2 separate regions of the Capra hircus genome follow, and region 1 is linked to region 2. The links are chromatin contacts, called in public Hi-C maps. All regions are on one chromosome and are shown on one strand. Each heading gives the region's core, a stretch centred on a gene start, on an enhancer-like site or on the middle of the called end of the contact. The rest is flanking DNA. Distances are from core to core; before and after follow the strand shown. Region 1 overlaps STOML1 (stomatin-like protein 1). Region 2 overlaps PML (protein PML).

What was found. A called contact is a pair of places that touch in the nucleus more often than the background predicts.
Region 1: a contact with region 2 is called in a Hi-C map of liver, with 5 times the contacts expected there. The contact joins two enhancer-like sites. A contact is called at or near these places in 2 of 5 Hi-C or Micro-C datasets (blood and liver).

What each region holds. Positions count from the first base shown.
Region 1 is chr21:34,076,954-34,081,324 of ARS1.2, reverse strand. STOML1 (stomatin-like protein 1) reads right to left here. Exons shown (of 7, transcript XM_005695157.3): 5 at 3,936-4,131; 6 at 3,266-3,478; 7 at 1,807-2,742. The coding sequence ends at 2,549. Among named protein-coding and RNA genes, the nearest start is that of STOML1, 8.8 kb to the right of the region's middle. Within about 2 kb of position 1,269, at least 5 of the 5 cell types and tissues checked have an H3K27ac peak or open chromatin away from gene starts, as enhancers often do.
Region 2 is chr21:34,018,058-34,023,000 of ARS1.2, reverse strand. PML (protein PML) reads left to right here. Exons shown (of 9, transcript XM_005695149.3): 8 at 3,170-3,320; 9 at 4,339-4,943. Among named protein-coding and RNA genes, the nearest start is that of ISLR2, 9.5 kb to the right of the region's middle. Within about 2 kb of position 3,445, at least 3 of the 5 cell types and tissues checked have an H3K27ac peak or open chromatin away from gene starts, as enhancers often do.

The DNA.
Region 1 (4,371 bases), core at 20-2,519, 60 kb before region 2:
CACTTTTCACTTTCATGCATTGGAGAAGGAAATGGCAACCCACTCCAGTGTTCTTGCCTGGAGAATCCCAGGGATGGGGGAGCCTGGTGGGCTGCCATCTATGGGGTCGCAGAGTCGGACACAACTGAAGCGACTTAGCAGCAGCAGCATTCAAAATTAAATACTTATTTTAAAAACAATATCAGAATAATGCATTATATATAGAAAAAGCATCACGTAACTGTTTGAGTTATCATTCTTCATCAAGTTACCTGGGGAAACAAATACAGGAAGAGTCTAATGCAGTAGAGGGGCATGGCTGGCATGAGGTATCAGTTACTACTACAAAAGCCCTGCACACATCCCCCCTCAGACTTTAGGTCCCAGTTCCCCAAATCAGAGGTGCCTGCTGTGGCCTCACAGGGACTTTCCCCTCTGCCGAGTGTCTCCCCCATTTCCTTTCTTCTCTCATCTCCATGTAAACTGTACCTTGGGATCAACTCCGCAGAAAGCTTTCTCTGATGGACACCCTTTCCTCCCCCGCCCCCTCACACCCTGGCCCCGTTAGGTACCCCTCGTTGCACCCCCACCCCCAGGGACTGCAGAGTCTGCTGGGTCCTCCGAAGCCCAGAGGCCTTGAGCCTGTGGGCTCCCTGTCCTGGAGCACTGGCCTCGTCAAGGAATGAGTTCCCCTCAATGGGATGAGGGCATTAACGGCTAGCAGCAGATTCTGCTCTCCACCCACACAGACATCTATAAAAGTTTCAGTTTCCCCTGGTGATGCTTGCTTCTCTGACACCCACAAAGAAAATCTGAGTTTCGGTTTCCCTTAAGCTGTCACGAGGCAGGCGCCTGGGGCTTCCCCTCTCACCCTGTGGGGCACTGTGTGCAGCAGCAGCGGAAAGAACAATGATGAACAGCTCAGGCAGGAAGCTCAAGGTCCCACAGGGAGGGCGGACACTCACACGAGAGCAGTAACAGAGACACTGGGGAATGGGCACAAAGACAGCCCCGAAGCAGTCGGGGAGCCCAGGCCCCACTGGGGCTCATGGGTGGTGGGGATTGGAAGGAAGGCTTTTGAACAGGCAGCCCCAGCTGGGCGGCCTCCCGAGAGGTGGAGAGAGGGACAGGGGGCGGTCAGCAGCCTGGGGCTCTGGCCCTTCAGGGAGGGGCCCTGGGGCTGAAACCGAAACCCAGTGGCAGTTTGGTCTACTCCAGGAGGACCTACAAGAGGCGGGCCAAGACAAGCACTGGCAGGAACCAAAGGGTAAACTGGATGGAGCCTGGTGCCAAGGCAGCTGGGCAGGGGCCTGTCAGGGAAGGCTTGGTGCCAGAGGACAAGCCAGAGGCTGTTCCTCAAAGAGGAGGCTCAAATTTCTGTGGGTTTTTTTTCACAAGCCTCTCTGGGATGTGAGATTCATTCCTTAGAACTCAAGATGTTTAAGGCCCTCCTTCTCTGGGGTCCCTGGGGTTTGGGCCGGACCAATGGGGAAACAGTGACCAGGGGTACAGCAGGAGGGGCAGGAGATGGCAGCTCCATCTCCCCTCGAGTGTGAGGAGTCCCTGCCCTTCGCTGGATGAACGGTTTGCCCGACCAGCGCTGTGACACCCACATCCTTCCTGCAAAGCTCTCCCCAGACTATAAAGAGGAACAGAGTGCCTGCTCCTGCCTGCTTTCAAGGCCCTTGTCAGGAAGGGGAACTGTGGGTGATTCCAGATCACTGTTGGGGCTCGGGTCACCCTTCAGGGCCTGGGTCCCGGGCTGGCAGCTCGGACATCACCTCGGAGCCCTCTTCCCCACCCCCATGTCCCCTGTTGCTCTCCAGATACATTGTAAACAGCACGTTTATTTGAGGTTTTCAAACCTCTGGTAAGAAGCACAAGAACAGCAGGGCTCTCCGTCATGCTGCCCTGGCCCCAGCCAGTCAGGCATGCAAGACTGAGGCTGGGAGATGAGTCAGGACACCCTCAGGAGCAGGGCCAGAGAGACACTGCCCTGACCCCCTGTCTTCCCCCCCTCCCCCAGTCTGGGCCTGGATTGCAATCAGTAAGGCAGACCCAGCCCAATCTCAGATCCCTCCCAATGCAGGGACCTCTGCTTGGTCCCTTCTCTCTCCCTCCCCGAGCTGCTCTGACCCCCCTCTCTGACCCCCTCTCCTGGAACTTGGAGCCTGAGTCACATGCAGAGCTCCCTCACACCAGGACCAAACCAGCTGCTGTTGGGCTGTTTCCGTCAGCCCCTCCTCTCCAGCCAGGTCGCCAGAGGAGCAGAGCAGGCCTGGCTCTCCTGTCATTGCCTGGTACCCAGTTCAGGTAGGGCACTCGGCAGGGGACCAGGATCAGCAAATGCTTGCTAAGAGAACCACTGTGGGTGAGAAGGGCAGGGCTGCCCGACTCAGCCTCTCCTAGCTCCAGTGTCTCCCAGCCTCCACTCACTGTCTCCCGCTGGGTCTGACACTCCTCAGGGCTTCAACAATCCAAGGTGCAGTGCCAGAGCCTCTGCCTCCAAGATGTCTCCCTGGCTTGGTGCCCAGCTCGGGGCCGGGCTACTGACAGGCAGCCAAACCTGCTACTTCAAGGCCTTGAGGACAGCCTCCAGCTTCATGGCCACAGCCAGGTCGCCCTTCACCTTCAACCGCCCACTCATGTAGGCCCCCAGGGGCCGCAGCTCCCTGCACAACAGGGCCCGTAGGTCCTCCTCGGACAGCTCCACCACCACGTCGGGGATGACATCAGGCACTCCGCGTCCCACCCTCCCTTGCCCTGTGGGGAGAAAGAAAACTGAGAATCAGTGAGGGGACAGCTATGCTACAGGGGGTAGAAGAGGTCAGCACGTCCCACTGGGAGGGGTGGAAAGAGTGGCTAAGAGCTCAGGTGCTAATACCCAGGGTTCAAGTCCTACTGACTGTGTGATCACTCAGAGCCTCAGTTTCCAAACTGGTGAGATGAGGATGATAATAATCACTAAGTCACCGGTTTATGATGAGAAGTAGGTGACATGATGCGCAAAACACACTCAGACAGAGCCTGGCACGAACAGGCCTGCAACGTGTGCAGGGCTGTTGGTCCAGGCAGCTGGGCCATCCGGGCAGTCCTGCTCATGGGGATGGGACAGGGAGCCCAAGGCCTGGGCAGTCACTGCCTGCAAATGCCATCTGAGCTCCTGATAGCTATGGGTTTGCCCTAAACTGCTGGCAGGAATAGGACCTGGTCTAAAAAGGACCACAGGTGGTAGGGCTATGAGCAACCCCAGTGGGGAAGGAGAGGGCAGGGAGGGCAGCGGCACCTGCAGTGAGATCCAGGAAATAGATGCTCTGGGGGCCGCTGGGCAGGATGACATTGAACTGGTAGCAGGCCCCGACCTGGCTGACCAGGGCCTCTGACAGGATGGGCTTCAGAGCCGACAGCAGCCCCTCGGCCACAGGTTGCTTGGGGCTGGACCCAGCACCCCCGTGAGGTGCAGACGGCTCAACCTCGCTCACCATCTCCAAGGTATCTGCTGGTGGTGGCCAATGGGATTGGGGAGGGAGGCAGAGAGAAGGAAGTCAGTGCGCTGCCAAGGTCAGCATGACGGTAGCCCTCATGCTTCCACAGCGCTCTCTCTTACACCCACTGCAGGCCTGCGTTCAGTTTCTTCCTCTGCTAAGAGGCTGCCCTTGAGTTTCTAGCCATAACCCCAACCCCCATTTCTAAATCACTCCAGCCTTAAGTCTTAAACTCTCTTCTGGATGCTGTTGCTTCCTCCCATGGAGGCTCCCAAAGGCCTCCGCACACTCAGACTCTTCTCATTACCTTAGTTCTAGTCAGCTCTAGAATCAGGGTGGCTGGAACAGCTGGGCAGGGTGTGCACTGCACAAGGTGCTTGGTTAAAGGAACAAGAGGCGAAACTCAGTCTATGCTGGGCACGAACCTGAACGCCCAGCGGGGGAAACCACCCTTTCCCTGAGGCTCCTCACCTGGTCCAGGGCGCGGGGCGCCTCCTGCCACTGAAGGCACACTGCCTCCCAGGAAGTGGAGGGCCAGCTGCTGCAGGGTGCTGTCCAGGCTGGGCCCTGCTGGGCTGTCCTGGGGTGGCTGGAGCACGGCCTCCACTGCCAGCTCCACGCGGTCCACCTCCAGCCCCCAGGCCCTGGTCACATCGTTGATCTCCAGCTGGAGGAAGTGTGGGAAGAAATGGCACTCATTCCACAAAGGTCCCATTCAGAGCACCTTCTTTAGGCAGGCTGGTGTGGCCACAGTGACCCAACAGGTGCCAGGCCAGCCCTTGAGAAGTGCCCAGCCTGGACGGAGGCAGAGGGCAATTACAACGCAGCCATGGGAAGCTGTAGTGTGCACCAGGGGAGGGTGTGGGGCAGGGAGGAGGGGTGATGCTAGGAGGAGGAGGAGTTATCC
Region 2 (4,943 bases), core at 2,196-4,695:
GGTCTTTCCAGATAAACCTCCTAGAGGTTTCTTGGAAGGTGATAAGCTAGCGGCTTCCTCGGAGCACCTCAGTATGGCCATTACACCTGCTGTGTTAAGTTGAGGTGTGGTTAATCTGCTAAGTTGACTGTGGTGAAGATAAGTGAAATTGAGCTCTTCAACCCGATTGCACATGTATCCTGATTGCCTGTGTATCCTGAGAAATATCCCAGATCCCACATGGCTCAGTTTTGCAGTCAAAGAAACACAGTCCATTAACCAGTCATCTTTCAAAGACTGTTACAGAGAATACATCTCATACCTCACAGCAACACTCCATGAATCCTTCATCCCTTCATTCTCGCCACCATCGTCTCCTACTCACTGGTCCCTCAAAGCCTTTTCTCACTTTTCACTTTCCAGTCCTCACATGAGGGCTCTGATCTCTTCCCTCCTCTGGTTCTTTCTGCTGCCATTCCTTTCCCTTCCAAGGAAATCTCAAGCTTTTTCCAACCAAAGGCCCTCTCCTGGATTCTTGGGTTCAGATCTCTGGTACTCTCCCCCTCTATGCTCCATGCTCCACCACCACCCCCCCCCCCCACTTAATCCTGATTGTGGAATGAGGCCGAGGAGTGGCAGTGGGGGGCGTGGAAGAGGGACAGAAAGATATCCAGCATCGTGGATATCAGTTGGATAATCAGCTGTGCTAATTCTGTTAACCCTGGGTCTTTAGGAAAGTCTTTTTTAAATGTCAGTACTTCCCAGCTGTACTGCTGGGATTTAAGACAGGGATGGGGAACTGCTTGCAGGGCTAGCTGGAGTTCAGTGGAAGGCATTCCTGTGAGACCAGCCCGGTGGAGTAGCCATACTTTATGGTTGTCCCCAAGGGCAAGAGAAATCTGGGCGGAAGGAGTCAGGGCTGGAAGATTCAGCCTTCCCTCCCTTGACAACTTGATGGAAAGGGGTGTTCTTTTATTAAGGGGGCCAGCAGGGTCTTCAGTAAGTTCAGGACAAAGGATATTTCCTTGACTATAAAAGAGAGAATGACCCCAGGACCATGGGAGGCTCTTAAAAAGTGAGGGTGTCGTGGCTATCATAAGTGACCCTGGTATAAAGATGGGGGAGTTAGCTCAAAGATGCTGCTCTCCAGGGAGATCAAGTCTTGGAAAGGACTATCTGAAGAGAAGACACTGGCTTTCCAGCCTGAAGAGACAGTGCCGGAAGACAGATGGAAGCACTCAGGGCCACTGCGAGGGCTTTGGCAGTTTGGAGCAAAGAGAAGAAGGAACAGGGGAAGGCCATGTCGGTGGGTGGCAGAGAAGACTCGGCAAAGGGGACGGCACTTCACCTGAAGCCCAGGGGAGGCCACAGCAAGGGGAGTCCAGCTGTTTCCACCAGCCCAAGTGTGAGAGCACCCCTGCCTTGTGATCGGAATAGGCACTGGAAGCTTGGAGATAGGAAACAATGAGATTCTCCCACGGCGGTGTCTCCTGCCGGCGCTCTAGCAACTTCAAAGAAGACTCCTGGAGAAGGCTCGCTCCAGGGAGGCAAGGGAACCCTGACAGCAAGACAGAGACTCAGCAGGACGTGCCGAACCAGCCTTGGATGCGGGGCCAACTCGAGGATACTGGTCCACAAGGCCTATGTTTTGTCCCCGTAGGGCCTCAGGTATAAAGTCCCAGAAAACTCAGGCTGCTTTAAGCCAAACCAGCTCTATCTGGACTCAGGGAGTGTCTGTTTTTATCAGTGCCTAGGAGGAAGTGGGAGAGGGCTATGAAATGCAAATAGAGCTGAAATCAGCCACTGGAAGGAAAATCCCAGCACATTTTAACTGTGGTTAGCAAAGACTTTGCACTTGGCTGAAGTTTCAGTAAAACAGCGGTTTCACCTGGAGAGTGGAAAGGCGGAAGACAGAAGGCTAGTTCTGCCCCAGGCCAGGGACAACAGCCAGAGGTCAGAGTTCAGAGAGGCCTCGGATGGCCCCGGCTGAGGCCAACTCCATCAGCCACCAGGGGCAGTCTGTCAGAGGGGAAGGTTGGGGCCTGCTCTGGACTCTGTCCCAAGCAGTGCCCTCAGCAGGCCCTGTGTCAATGGCCACACCCCTTCCCCCTGGTGTCTGGTTAATATCCACAGGTGACACAGGAAGTTCTGAGCGGGCCCCCAAAGCCTAGCTTTGCCAGGTGTGCAGATGATAAGCAATTAGCTCTATATTACAAAAGACTCTATCTCCCTCCTTCGCCCTAGCCCCTGGGGTTTAAATGCTTACAGCTAGAGCCCCTCCCACCCCCAGGGCCTTTCAACAGTATTCACACCTTGGTGCTGCAGAGAACAGAGCCTCAGGTGCCCAGCCTGGCGGAGCCCCGGCCTGCTTGCCTAAGCAGCTGTCTTCTGGACGCCAAATGGCAGAGGGCTCCCAGGTCTGAGCCTGCTTCTCTCCACTACTCTCACAGCCAGGCGCCATGTGCCCCGTAGAGGCGGCATCCCAGGAGCCGGGCGGCCCCCCTCTCCTTTGTGCAGGGTGCCGGGACCTCAGCTCACCTGGGGGACAAGAAAAGCCAGGCATCCTGCCCCTTCCAGAGAAACACCTGAGGTTCGAGATGGGACTCCTTCCCCCACCACCCCCCAGTTCACGATGTTTGTTCTGAGTCGGCTCAAGAAGTTGAAGCAAGGAGCAGACACATGGGGCCCTGCCCACCTCGGCCCCGACGCCTTCCCAGAGCCTACCCCCCCAGCCCTGCTCACCCATGTGCACACTCAGCCACACAGTATCGCACTTGCACACACACGTGTGTCAACACAGGCTCGCAAACCCACACCCCCCATACACACATACACACAATATTTGCATTCATTCCCACACTTTTTCACACTCACACTTCCCCCCATGATCCCATCCTATTCACGCACTGACACACGTGCCCTGGTTCACACGCATGACCCTCACACGTGCATATGCACATTCACATCCGTTCAGGCACTCGCTTGGATACGCCCCCTCCCTTTTCCAGTAACAGGCCCTCCCTGAGGCACACACAGACCACCCCCCATATCCACGTGCTCTCATCGCCCTCTACCCCACGCTCACGCACACACCAGCATGCACGCCTGTTCCCAGGGACCCAGCTCACATGGCCACTGCCCCCTTTCGGCCCCCACAGCCCCTGACCTGTTGATTTCTTCTGTGTTGCAGGACTCCCGAGAGCTGGCCGACAACAGCAGCGAGTCCAGTGACCTCCAGCTGGAGGGCCCCAGCTCCCTCGCAGTCCTGGACGACGGCCTCTCCAACTCCCTGGTGGAAGACAAGCCCCTGGTTTTCTTTGACCTCAAGATTGACAATGAAAGTGGGTTCTCCGGTGGCCACCCCCCAACCCTTTCTTGCTCAGTCCCTAAGTCCCCAGGATAAGTGCAGGCAGAGCCATCTGTGAGCTCGGGAGAGCCCTGAGCTGTGGCCAGAGGTTGCAGCCAGAGGGTGGTCAAAGCACCGCACCTCCCGGGGCCTCTCGGGTGTTTGAACTTGGTTCTCTGAATAAGGACGTCTGCTTTGACCAGGGCCTGAAGGCATGAGGCAGGCACCTCCATGAGTCCCTCCCTGACTGGTGCTTCCATTAGGGAGCCTTGGGAACACACTTGTAAACAGAAACGCAAGGTTGCCGAGGTGACACCAGCAATCCAAACACAGCCTTAGGCTGAGTACAGGGCCCATTCTTTCCAAGGTTGCTGCAGGGGCCGGCCAACAGAGCCAAGGTCACAGAGAGATGTGACCCCTTCTCCCTCAAATTCGCGGTGCTTACCCTAGCCCTGCGGGAGGCTAGGTCCCATCCAGTTGCCTGGGCTCAGCGTGGGGTCAGCCCAGGGAGACACAAACAGCGGGTATTTCACAGGACAGGGAAGCCATTTGCAGACCTCACTGGAAGATTCGGGACCATACTCTGAATGGAGTGGATTGGGCAAATGTGCTTTCTGACCCAGCGCTCTGATGGCTGGGGGCCTTAACTATGTGACTGATGGGGTTGGAGGTCGGGGGGAAAGGGAGTGGAGGGCTAGGCTGAAGCAGTGAGGGATCCCTAGGGTAGGTGGGTGGAGGCTGGCAGCAGACAGACTGGAGTGAAAGGGTTTGGTGGACTCCGGAAGGTGGCAGGGCAGGGGGGAGCAGGACTCCCGGCAGGGGAGGAAGGGGCCCTGGAGGGCAGCCCTACCTCCCCTTCTGACCCCCATCCCTATTGGAGCCAGGGTCAGAGCTGCGTTTGAGGCTGATGCTTGATTCCTGCCATCAGGCCCCAAAATGGGGTCTCTGGATGGTGGGGTTGGTGCCCCCCGCCATGCCCTTGAGGCCTCACGCTGCCATTCTCTCCTGCCCAGCCCAGAAGATTAGCCAGCTGGCAGCCGTGAACCAGGAAAGCCAGTTCCGCGCGCTCATCCAGCCCGAGGCGCTCAACGTGTACTCCAAGGCTGTCTCCCTAGAGGTGGGACTGCAGCACTTCCTGTACTTCCTGGCGAGCATGCACCAGCCCATCCTGGCCTGCTATAAGCTGTGGGGACCCAGTCTCCCCAGCTTCTTCCAGGCCCTGGAGGAGATGAACATGCTGGGGAAGTTCCAGAAGTCCATCTCGGGCTTCCTGGCCACCCTGCCCCTCATCCGGGAGTGCGTGCCGGGGGCCAGCAGCTTCAAACTCAAGAGCCTGGCCAAGACCTACCTGGCAAGAAACATGAGCGAACGCAGCGCCCTCGCGGCCGTGCTGGCCATGCGCGACCTGTGCCGACTCCTCGAGGTGTCCCCCGGCCCCCAGCTGGCCCCGCACATCCACCCCTTCAGCAGCCTGCAGTGCTTCTCATCCCTGCAGCCCCTGGTGCAGGCGGCCATCCTGCCCCGGGCCGAGGCCCGCTTGCTGGCCCTCCACAAGGTCACCTTCATAGAGCTGCTGACCGCACACCACCATGACCCCCAGGGCGGCCTGAAGAAGTAC